Linked DNA regions of Hordeum vulgare: region 1 is linked to region 2. A link is a contact called in public Hi-C data. All regions are on one chromosome and are shown on one strand. Each heading gives the region's core, a stretch centred on a gene start, on an enhancer-like site or on the middle of the called end of the contact. The rest is flanking DNA. Distances are from core to core; before and after follow the strand shown.

The links. Hi-C and Micro-C count contacts between places; a contact is called where the count stands out from the background.
Region 1: a contact with region 2 is called in a Hi-C map of seedling, with 5 times the contacts expected there. The contact joins the enhancer-like site here to the promoter of LOC123425445 in region 2. A contact is called at or near these places in 5 of 6 Hi-C or Micro-C datasets (leaf and seedling) and 1 of 1 datasets of contacts at active chromatin or transcription factors (embryo).

What each region holds. Positions count from the first base shown.
Region 1 is chr1H:84,213,202-84,219,286 of MorexV3_pseudomolecules_assembly, forward strand. No RefSeq gene overlaps it. Among protein-coding and RNA genes, the nearest start is that of LOC123425471, 20 kb to the right of the region's middle. Within about 2 kb of position 3,005, at least 3 of the 3 cell types and tissues checked have open chromatin away from gene starts, as enhancers often do. A contact at or near this core is called in leaf and seedling, where this site is marked.
Region 2 is chr1H:83,471,552-83,476,830 of MorexV3_pseudomolecules_assembly, forward strand. It overlaps LOC123425445 (double-stranded RNA-binding protein 2-like), which reads right to left and starts at 1,416. Exons shown (of 5, transcript XM_045109151.1): 1 at 984-1,416; 2 at 252-425; 3 at 1-98. The coding sequence starts at 96.

The DNA of each region.
Region 1 (6,085 bases), core at 1,755-4,254, 740 kb after region 2:
TGTGGTGGTAGGATGACACCATAGTAGTGCTAGGTTGAACTTGTTATGTCATATGATCATGCATGCTTACTACTTGTGCTCCATTGCTTGCTTCTTGATTGTTCCATTGCTTGTTGCCTCGTTGCAACTTTGCTTGCTACTTCAAATGTTGTTCTTGTGCACTGCTAGGATAAAATGGTATGCAGCGTTCGTCGAGAGGACACCAAGAGTTTAAAGTTCATAGAAAGCTTGCAATAAACAAGTTGCAATGTATAGCAACAACAACCATAAAGGGTTTAAGACTAGGCGGGCGGCAGAAAATACTTACGCCAAGTTCGTACAAAAGCACACATGCAAGGTTAAGTTGGTAACGTTGAAGTTGGCAAGGAGGCGCCACACCTTGGGGTGAAGAACTTCATCCGAAAGAACAATTGCTCCCTAGGATGGTTTTGATAATTGATCACAACATATGCATCATTGGACTAATGTGTTTTCCAAGTGCATTTCAAAAAATTCAAAAGATGTTATGGCTTAAGGTTTATGTGGAGACACCCCTGGATTCAATAAAGGAACAATATTGGGTCAAGCTTCAAGCTAGAAGACTCTTCATCTTTTATTTGTGAGAAATCACTTTTGAGTCCACAGGAAAGCCAATACTATTAAAAGGGGGTGAGGTAGTAAAATGAGCTGACTGCTCAAATGCTCAAAGTTAGCCACCAAAACACTCAGTCATTTTTCCTACATATCCACTTTGTCAAGTTCCACATACACAAATTCGGTGTAACCAACATTGCCACTTCGGACCCACCGAGTTTGAACCTCGGACAGAACCCTAGCCATTCCCACCATATGGTGCAACCCAAACTACATCGGTGCTACCAAGTTCATGTGACCAACATTCTGTTGCCAAGATACACAAAATCAGAATTTCCGAGTTTGAGTATCGGTGCCATCGAGTTTGGTCATCTGACCGTTAGTCACCTTTTCGGTGCCACCGAGTTCTATATATCGGTCTCACCGAGATTCAAAGTTCACACTTTTAGTACTAGTCGATACCACCGAGTTGTCCACTTCGGTGTCACCGAGTTTGCACTTTTGTGTGTAATGGTTGGATTTTGGCTGCTGCCTATATATACCCCTTCACCCACCTATCATTCATGGGAGAAGCACTCAGAACACACACTTCATTTCCATATCCATTTTCTGAGAGAGAACCACCTCCTCGTGTGTTTAGACCAAGATATTTCAATCCAGCCATTTGAAACTTGATCTCTAGCCTCCCTGAACTGCTTTGCACCAAATGAACCTCTCCTACCCATGCATATTCTATGAGAGAATGATTTGTGTTGAGGAGACTATCTTTAGAAGCACAAGAGCAAGGAGTTCATTGATCTACCACATCTATTACCTTTTGGAGGGTGGTGCCTCCTAGAATGGTTAGGTGTCGCTTGGGAGCCTCCTACTGTGTGTTGTGGAGTTGAACCAAGATGTTTGTAAGGGCAAGGAGATCGCCTACTTCGTGAAGATCTACCGTGAGTGACGCTAGTCCTGTGTGGACGAAAGTCGTGGTAGAATAGACAAGGCCGCTTCTTTGTGGACCCCTTGTGGGTGGAGCCATGTGTGGACTCTCGCAGCCGTTACCCTCCGCGGGTTGAAGTCTCCACTAACATGGACGTACGATAGCGCCACCTATCGAAACCATGCCAAAAATCACCGTGTCAACCTCATGTGTTTGATCTCCCTACCTTACTCCTCTACTTTACACTTGCATGTTTTACTTTCCGCTACAATATTATTAGAACTGCATGTGTAGGGTGTACTTGACCTGTTATAATTGTCGTAGCTGCCTCTCAAGTAAAATTGGGAAAGGCAAAAAAAATATCTTGTCAAGTAGTCTAATCATCCCCACCCCCCTCTAGACATACTTCCGATCCTACATCATCATCATCATCATCATCATGCAGTTCGTCGTCATTGCAGTGTTATGGCGTTGATGTAATAGATGTGATCATGTGTAAGATAACCTCGCCATATAGGATACAAAATGAGCACACCTTGCATCGTGTGTGCAACCAAATAACGTGCTCATGTGTGTTGAGACAATGTAGTCAACCAAACACTATACATAAAACTATCCCGTAATGCAAGAGACCTAGATGTAGGTAACCAAACATATTACGGATGTTGGTTTTAAGGCTGCATTTGCTCAACCAGCCTTCAATGAGTCGGGCTTGAGCTAGCGAGACCCAGCTCATAAGGCTACCAAACATGCCCCAAATTACATACTCCCTCTGTCCTAAAATAAGTGCTACAAGTTTAATATAAATTTATACTAGAATTAGTATAAAGTCGAGACACTTATTTCGTGTCGAAGGAAGTACTACAACAAAATGCAGGAAGAAGCATCGACTAGAAAGCTGCAGTCATCACAGAGTTTGCTTCTAACTTCTAACCGGCCAAAAAAAGGACTCCATTATGCTCCTAAGAAAGCTTGAATCATTTGGACGCGTTCCCTAACCCTAATCCCTAAACTAGGACTAAATTAGAGCGATCCCCACATAGACAGATGATGATGAAGTTGGATGACATCCTGCTGCAGCAGCTGCTGCGGTGCAATCTACTCTTTTCATGGGGAGGTCCATCCCCTTCCCCCAGTTTTCCTTGGCCGGCAAAAAGGGCTACAGGGAGCCAGCGCCAGCAGCCAGCAGGCCTGCCTGCCTGCGCCTGTGTACGTGCTCGGGCTGGGTACGCTGCACCTCCGTATCATCTCATCTCTCCTGCCGCGCAATGCACGCATCATCTCCTCACGTCGCATGATGCTACTTCTTTTTTTTTTCTCTCATTTTCTTCTCGCATTTGAATTTACACAGAGTTCCTTGTTTCTTCAGCTCACACTTTCACAAAATAGTGTAAGAGGGAGAAGAAATAAAGAAAAGAAGAAAAGAAAAGAAAGCAGAGAGGACAGTGTGCATGATGGAGGATGGGGGGTGGGCCCGGCCGTCCAGATCCGATTGACCAAATCATTTGGCAGCCCAAATGACCGGGGCGGCCCCGGTGACGTCACGCGCCCGTCCGCTTTGGCCCCCTGACGCGGTGGGCCGGCGCCCTTTTTCAGGCCTGCCTTCCCGAAAACATCATCGACGCGTCCGGCTTTTCCTCTTTTCTTATCTTCCTTCTTTTCCATCCTCCCGCTCGTACTACTAGATGGCGATGAATGATGCGTGGCCCTCGGGAGGCGTACGGCGGTAGGAGTCCGGCCGACGCATGCGCGCGCACATGCGGCTCGGTCCTCGCTGCTGCCGTGTCGTCCGTTTGCATCGTGCTCCAACCGGCCACCTCGCCGGTTGTGATCAAACAAAAGAAAATGCCCGTCTCCCCGTCTTATATCCGCTTCATCCGGAAGAAATACGAAGATCCGATCCCATCTTAAAATGAATCGATCGGGTTCGCGACGGGATTCACGATTTTGTAATGGAAGTATATATGGTCGTACCAGAAAACTTACCCAAGAAAATGCTATGCGACGGCTTTTCGCGGCTGCAAGGGAACAGGCAGCCATGCTGCACACAATCGTAGCAATGCGTATGCGTGCACGCATGCCACACTTACCACATGTTTTAATTGACGATGAATCCATGAATCTCTTGGGACCTGACGGGTGGTTTCATGGTACTACCGAGGGTGATTGTACCATTGACTCACTAGAGGCTTGACCTTAGATTTTGACATCTTGTGTCTCGTCAAGTCCAAATATCTTATAGTAGGAGCATGTCTTTGTCGACTGCGAGATTTATCTGACGGGCTCATCTTATAGCCACGCTAAATCGTTCTTCCGTAGGCGGTGCATGAGGAGTGATGTGCATGTGTGTGCATCGTAGTTTGTCTAAATAAAAATCGATGAATCACACCGTCCTACTGAACGCAAATCATCTGTGTGTAAACGTGATCATCAATCAACCATCATAGGTATAAAGTAGAGTAGTTCTAGATTTTTCGGTGATGCTTGTCTAATGGAAAAAGATGTTTCTCATCAACAACGAAACGAGTATGATGATTTTGTTAATGTCAAGAGTTATGTCAGTATCTTAAAGGTGCTTCTATGAATAGAATGTTGATGCGTATAATCATAAAGATGAGTTCCCCTCTTTGGAGGCGTCGGTATGGACTGATCTCCTCACTTTCCCTTCCCCTAGGTTTCTCGGACGAAAGCCCTAACTTTGTTGGGGGCGGCGGCGCTCACGGCGTCGTTACCTTCTTGAAGGAGCCGCTTTGGAAACCTTAGGGTTGGGTGGCGTTTGTGGGTGGTGAGCGACGGCGGTGGTGCGAACCTATCCTAGCATGGATCTACGTCCGTTGCTTGGAGATGAATTCGCGTAGGTGGAGGTCGTCGTTTAGCGCCGTGGTGGCGTCCATGGCGGAAGACCTTCCAAGGCTTGCGTAGGTGATGGTCGTCGTTTGACGTCGTGGTGGCGTCGACGACAGAGGACCTGTTAAGGTTGACACCTCAATATGCTCTTAAGATGACAACGACGACACATGTGAGTGAGTCAGGCCGGTTTGTGCCCCGGACCCGATAGATGGCTCGGTCGGGGCTCGGTTTTAAATGTTAGGCTTAGATGAGAGGTCTGGGTATATGGCCCGACTTACACCCCTTCATCATATGGATAGGGTAGCGACAGATGTTGCCAAGATGACGGATTCAGACATATTATTATTTTATTATGTAAGGTCCTTGAGAATAATCAATAAAATGACCGCATGCATCTTCAGATGCACATGCCAGGGTCATCCTCCTTTTTAAAAAAAATATACGCATACATAATCATTTGTGATTGCAACCATGCTAAAAGAGAAAGACCAAGTAAAGTATCCATCTCAGATCTCACAAAGACGTGGTTCTCCTGTTGCCATCCAACGTTCGACCAATGATTGGCAAAAAAATGTACAGGACATTAACGCTGCAATTGGCAATGATCCCAACAATGACAGAATCCTTGGAGCTATTCAAATAACAGGTTAGACGAGACACGGGCCAAAAGAAAATATTGTGCATAATGTCAAAGCATCTACCGCTGCTACCGCTGCTGCTGACATTAAATTCAAACCTCAAACGCTCACATACACGACAAGCTCATGGACAATAACCGATCACACCTTATATTTTTTGTTATACATTGAATGTCTCATATTTCATCTTCTAAATTCAGACAAGGCATGTAAAAAAATATTACGTACTATGCAAACCATAGTAGCAAACTACGTATTGTCTTCGTCAAGGATATCCACTATCATCATGCCGGGTGCCGGGTAGACATGAACATAGGAGGGCTTCGGCTTCTCCTCCTCATCCATGTAAGCATATGGTTGATGTTCGCTTCTTGCTCCGCGTGGAGGATACCGTAGTTGGCCTCCGCCCCAACCTTCGACGGGAGGAAATCGAGGATTGCATGCTGCTCCTTCCGCAGATCCGCGTCTCCTCCTCTTCTGGATCCACCACGTTTGTGATAGCCCCGCAACAAACCGGGCTTCACGTCTTGCCCGGCCCACTCAAGGAGCTACAATCGATGCTCCGACATTAGATAACTCATGACCCAGGTCGTGGTGGCATGGCTACTTGATTGTGGAGTCGGACGACGACTGACCGACTTTTAAAGTGAGGTGGGAAGGAAGAGGGGTGGATGGGTTCGGGCTGGCGACACAATGAGGGAGGATGTGGATGTGGTTAGGACTGAGCGACGTTGTCTGGCTTAAATAGCCAGACATTGGCCTTCGAGCGACGAGTTGAAGCGGTGTCACCGGAGGAGACGCACATCGAAACTTTAGATTTTCAGACGTTTTTCATGAGACCCCAACATCAGTCTGTCGTGGAGGACATGCCCGGGCCATCTCATATCCGGCTTACATTTAGGCTGCAAATGATTGGTGTCAGTCAGTCCGAACGTTTGAGACCCATTTAAAATGTCCGTCTAGATCAGATTTCTTCGACTCGTCACTGACCACACCATCTATCCGGATGTTCGGGGTGCCCGGCTGTAGACACTTTCACATGTAGATGATATGGTTTACATTTTAAAAAAATGGTGCAAAAGTATCCACATCACTAGCT
Region 2 (5,279 bases), core at 166-2,665:
CCGGGGCGCATGATCTGGCCCCTCGCGGATGCACGCGTAGGACGGCAAGTTGAAGCAGCTCCTCTGCGCAAGCTCCTGGAGCTGGTTTTTAAACATGCCTGCGTCAAGATCAAGAATCAGAGATGCACCCGGTAAACCATATCACCGTTGGAGCGAAGTTCATAAGGGGTGACAAAGATCATCATAGCAACCGCCTACGCAGTATGAACTTATGAAGAAAACATTGAACAACGGCATGAAGAAACGCATACCTCCGATATGGAAGTAACAACCAAGCAGTCTATGAAGCTATGTTTAAAGTCGAGAAGAGCTTCTTCTGTCCACACTCTCTCCTCAGCGTTCTGTAAACGTTGCTTGATACCCTCTTGTTGCAGAAGATAAAAAGAGGTCTGAGATTATTAATAGCCAGTGCTGTACTCCCAGTCCTGCAGAGGAACAAATAAGTCCCGGATCGAATGGAGGCAATAAACCTAATGCTGGCTTTGGCAGCGGCAACCATACGAACAACGAGTAAAACTAGCGGAAGCAATAAACTGCAGTCCTGAGAGGATTCATTGGTACTTTTATGAGGATTCACTGGTACTAGAGCAGGGCAGGGGAGGCAATGAAGCGCGCAAGGACAACGAAAGCAGCTGATTCCCATTAAAAAAAAGACACAAGAGCAGCTTATTCAGCTCGCTGCCTCGTCCAATTAATGCACTGCCGCAGTAAATCTAAGAAAGATATCGCGCCCAATGAGTAAAACAAATCCAGAAACCTCTGATTCACTGACAGATAGGAACGGAAAAGGGAGCGCATGGAATGATATCAACCAAACATTCGGGGTTGACTAACAAGATAATCGCATCCAAATTGGGGAGATGCCGGAGCCAAGAAAGAAACCCCGCCCCGCCGCGCCGGCGAGATCGACCGAACCCCGTCGGCGTGAACCCCGACCCCAGATCGAACCAAACCCAACGAAACCAAGAGAAGAGCAGACCAACCTGCGACGAGAGACCGCCGACTCTCCCTCCACCTCGACCCCCTCTGCACTTCCAACCGCGGCAGGAAGCGAAAGGGAAAAAGGCAGCGTGCGAAGAGACGAATCACCGACAGCCGGGACAAAAATCTCTCCTTTCTGTTAGCCGCTGCTGCCTCCGCGTGGTCGCTTGGTTTGGCCGCGACTGCGAGGGTGGGCTCGGCTACGCCATTAGGCTAGGGCTGGCGGCGGCGCTACAGCAGCGGGCGGCGGCCATCAGCGGCGAGATTGGGAAGGGAGGCGTGTTGCTTTCCGGCGCTTTTCGTCTGCATCCTACTACTCCTTTTCTCGGGTTTCTTTCTTTCTTTCTTTCTTTTTTTTTCCTTGGGAGACGGGAGAAGGAGACTCCTCCGAGTCCGTGTGTCATGTGCACGCAACGGCGATCATTATTGCCGGCCACGAGGAAAACATCGGTTAGCGTCACTTGGTTAAGGCATGGTGGAGTGGCTGATTAAGGCATGTTTGGTTGGCCATTAATTTTGCTCCACTTGGGGTGCTAATTCTCTGGACCCGTCCCTCAAAACTGAACTTAGAGATCCACGTTCGTTAAAATATTTATAAAGAAAATAAATTTTTAAAGGCGTGTTTGGAAACCTTCCACTCCGCTACTCCGCTCCAGGAGCGGGTGGAGCTGCCGTTCAAAACTGTGAAGCTGGCCAATAGGCACTTCTCAGATTCTTGAATTACAGGGAGCCGGTGGATTGCCGAACAGACCCGTACCATTGAGCAACTCCCAAAAAAAACGCAATCGTCATAGAAAAAACTCAAAAAAGCTCAGATTCGATTACATAAGTCGATTTTGAAAGTTTACCTCATCAACACGAACTCTTCTTGAAAAGATAGTGGCCCAGGAATATTCATACGGGCAGAGAACTATGTGGGACTTTTTCTATGCACTATATTTAATAACAATTTTCGTGTCATGAATTTTGGTGTAATGACAAAAGAGACTAGATGACTAACTTTGTTTCGACAACTATGGAGATGAAAATATTTCGTCGGTCACCCCAAGCTAAAAGGACAAAGAAGATGACACATCAAATTTGCGTATTTTTCATTGTACTATTAAGAAGGGATACACCATAGATCAAGTGTGAGAATCACTCAACTTTTATACCCATACACGCTCACATTCATGTGAGGAACAATCTAAAGATGTTCATTTGTTTTGCCCTTGTTTTGACTCTTAGGACCAAGTTGGACTATTCAACATGTCAAATTGTCCGACATGGGTCTGCCCTAGGGTCCGAATTTGTTCACTGCTCTGGATCAAGTCGGTCATTTGCCTAGAATGTCCCATTTAGGTCGGACTACTCGAGTTTTCCATGCATGATGCATATCACCTAGATATTTTCGGATACTACTTAAAGCACCCTTCTTCTCCAAAGGAGGGTAACGACTCCATTCCTCTTTCCTCTATGATTCAAAGCTTCAACCTTCGATTCCTCCCTCTCTAACCTATCAAATCCACTCCATATATATTTATTTAAGAGACAAAGAGGAACACCCGATCTATCGTTTCATTCAAGAAACACTCGAGTTCGTTGATTCCCCATGAGACCCTAGCAAATTTTGCCACTCTTGAGTTTGTGGGGAACCCTAGATGGTTGGCGTTTTCAGGGAACTTTCAAGTCGTGTGGTTGTGCCCCGGACTCGTTTGTGAGGGTTTGGAGCTTGCCTCAAGAGCCACCCTAGTGGAAGGGAACCTAACATTTTGTTGTTTGAGGTTCTCTGAGAAGAAGATGAGACATTCGTTGTCGTGGAAGAATTTGTTGTTCCCTCCTCTCCAACGGAGATTAACACACCCTTAAGTGTGTGAACTTTGAATTACATCATCGTCTCCACCACTTTTGGTTGTCTCTTATCCCTAGCATTAATTGTTGTTATTACTAGATTGTGTGTTGCCTACTGTAGCTTGCTAGCTTGTTGTAACACATCATGTAGGGTTGTATCACCTAGTTACATTTCTAGAGAACTTATATTCCGCATTAGCCTCTAAAAGTATCCAATACAATAGTTTAATTTGGCAGTCTCCTATTCACCTCCCCTTTTGGTCAACATTTACGATATCTCTGATCCTTCAGTTGGTATGAGAGTTAGGCCTCTCCCTCTCTCCCTCCCTCCCTTCCTCCCCCCCTCCCTCCTCCCTCTTCCCCTCTCCATCCCTCCCTCTCTCTCTCTCTCTCTCTCTCTCTCTCTCGGTCAAGTCTCTTTTTCTCTTAGAGTATTTGCTTGGTGAGCTATCTATCTCTGTAACCGAGTGTGAGAGTTATATAATAAAGATTAGTTTGAGTTTTTTTGCATTACCATCATGTATCAATAATAGCGATGAAATAAAACAAATAAAAAGGAACATATGCTAATCCCATGGGGAGTAATGAATTTACATAAAAATAAGTATGATTGATAAATGCTATTGAGAATTGACAAACATAGTATTAGTCACTGATATAATTCATGCAAAAATATGAAAGGGGAGAGGAGATTCACATACAAATATACTATATTGGACATCTTTTATGATTGTGAGCCCCCATCAAATATTTTCTACATGATGGAATAGTTGGTGTTGGACAAGGAAGACAACTTAATGAGTTATGTTTGCTTACATTCACAAAGAAGTTATATTGTCATGGATCCTCTAATATGTGGTGCTTGTTTAGGATCTTTTGCTAGCCCAAAAACTCGTACTAAATAGAGATATTACTTGTGCAGCCATAACCCTTACACCCATTTTCTTGCCATGAGAGTCCACCATACCTGCCTATAGATTTAATAAGATCCTTCAAGTAAGTTGTCATCGGTGCACAAAGCAATAAAAATTGTTCCTAAATATTTACGATCTTTTATTGTAAGGGAACATAAGCTTTGTATGATCCTGTGATGGCAAAGAAATAAAAGCGATAAACTGCATAATAGAGGTTGCTATCATAAGGTGCAATATAACGTGATGTTCATTTACATTAAAAGTTTACACATCCCAAATTAAAATGCGCATGAAACATCTGCTTCCCTCCACGAAGGGCCTATCTTTTACTTTCATGTATTTACTTTTATGCAAGAGTCAATAATGTTTATCCCTATTCTAATCTATTAATTCTTTAGTCGGCAATCATCATGTGTTGGAGAAAGATGCAGACATATATATCTTGTTGGATGTAGGTGATCATGAGTCATTATTGTTGACATTATCCTTGAGCTAAATAAGTTGGACGACAAAGATGTTGGAAATATGCCCTAGAGGCAATAATAAATTTGTTATTATTATATTTATTTATTCATGATAATCTTTATTATTCATGGTATAATTGTATTGATTGGAAACACAAATACATGTGTGGATACATAGACTGAACACTGCCCCTAGTAAGCCTCTAGTTGACTAGCTCGTTGATCAAAGATGGTCAAGATTTCCTGACCATAGACAAGTGTTGTCACTTGATAACGGGATCACATCATTGGAAGAATGATGTGATGGACAAGACCCAAACTATAAACGTAGTATATGATCGTGTCAGTTTATTGCTACTGTTTTCTGCATGTCAATGTATCTGTTCCTATGACCATGAGATCATGCAACTCCCAGACACCGGAGGAATACCTTGTGTGTATCAAACGTCGCAACGTAACTGGGTGACTATAAAGGTGCTCTAGAGGTATCTCCAAAGGTGTCTGTTGGGTTGGCATGGATCAAGACCGGGATTTGTCACTCCGTGTGACGGAGAGGTATCTCGGGGCCCACTCGGTAATACAACATCACAACAAGCCTTGCAAGCAATGTGACTAAGGAGTTAGTTACAGGATATTGTATTACAGAACGAGTAAAGAGACTTGCCGGTAATGAGATTGAACTAGGTATGGTGATACCGACGATCGAATCTCGGGAAAGTAACATACCGAAGGACAAAGGGAATAGTATACGGGATTATATGTATCCTTGACATAGAGGTTCAACCGATAGAGATCTTCGTAGAATATGTAGGAGCCAATATGGACATCTAGGTCCCGCCGTTGGTTATTTACCAGAGAGTGTCTCAGGTCATGTCTGCATAGTTCTCGAACCCGCAGGGTCTGCACACTTAAGGTTCGGTGACGTTTCGATATAGTTGAGTTATATGTGTTGGTGATCGAAGTTTTGTTCGGAGTCACGGATGAGATCCCGGACGTCACTAGGAGTTCCAGAATGGTCCGGAAACGAAGATTGATATATAGGAAGTTGGTATTTGGATTCCGGAAGGTTTTCGGACATTGCCGACAGTGT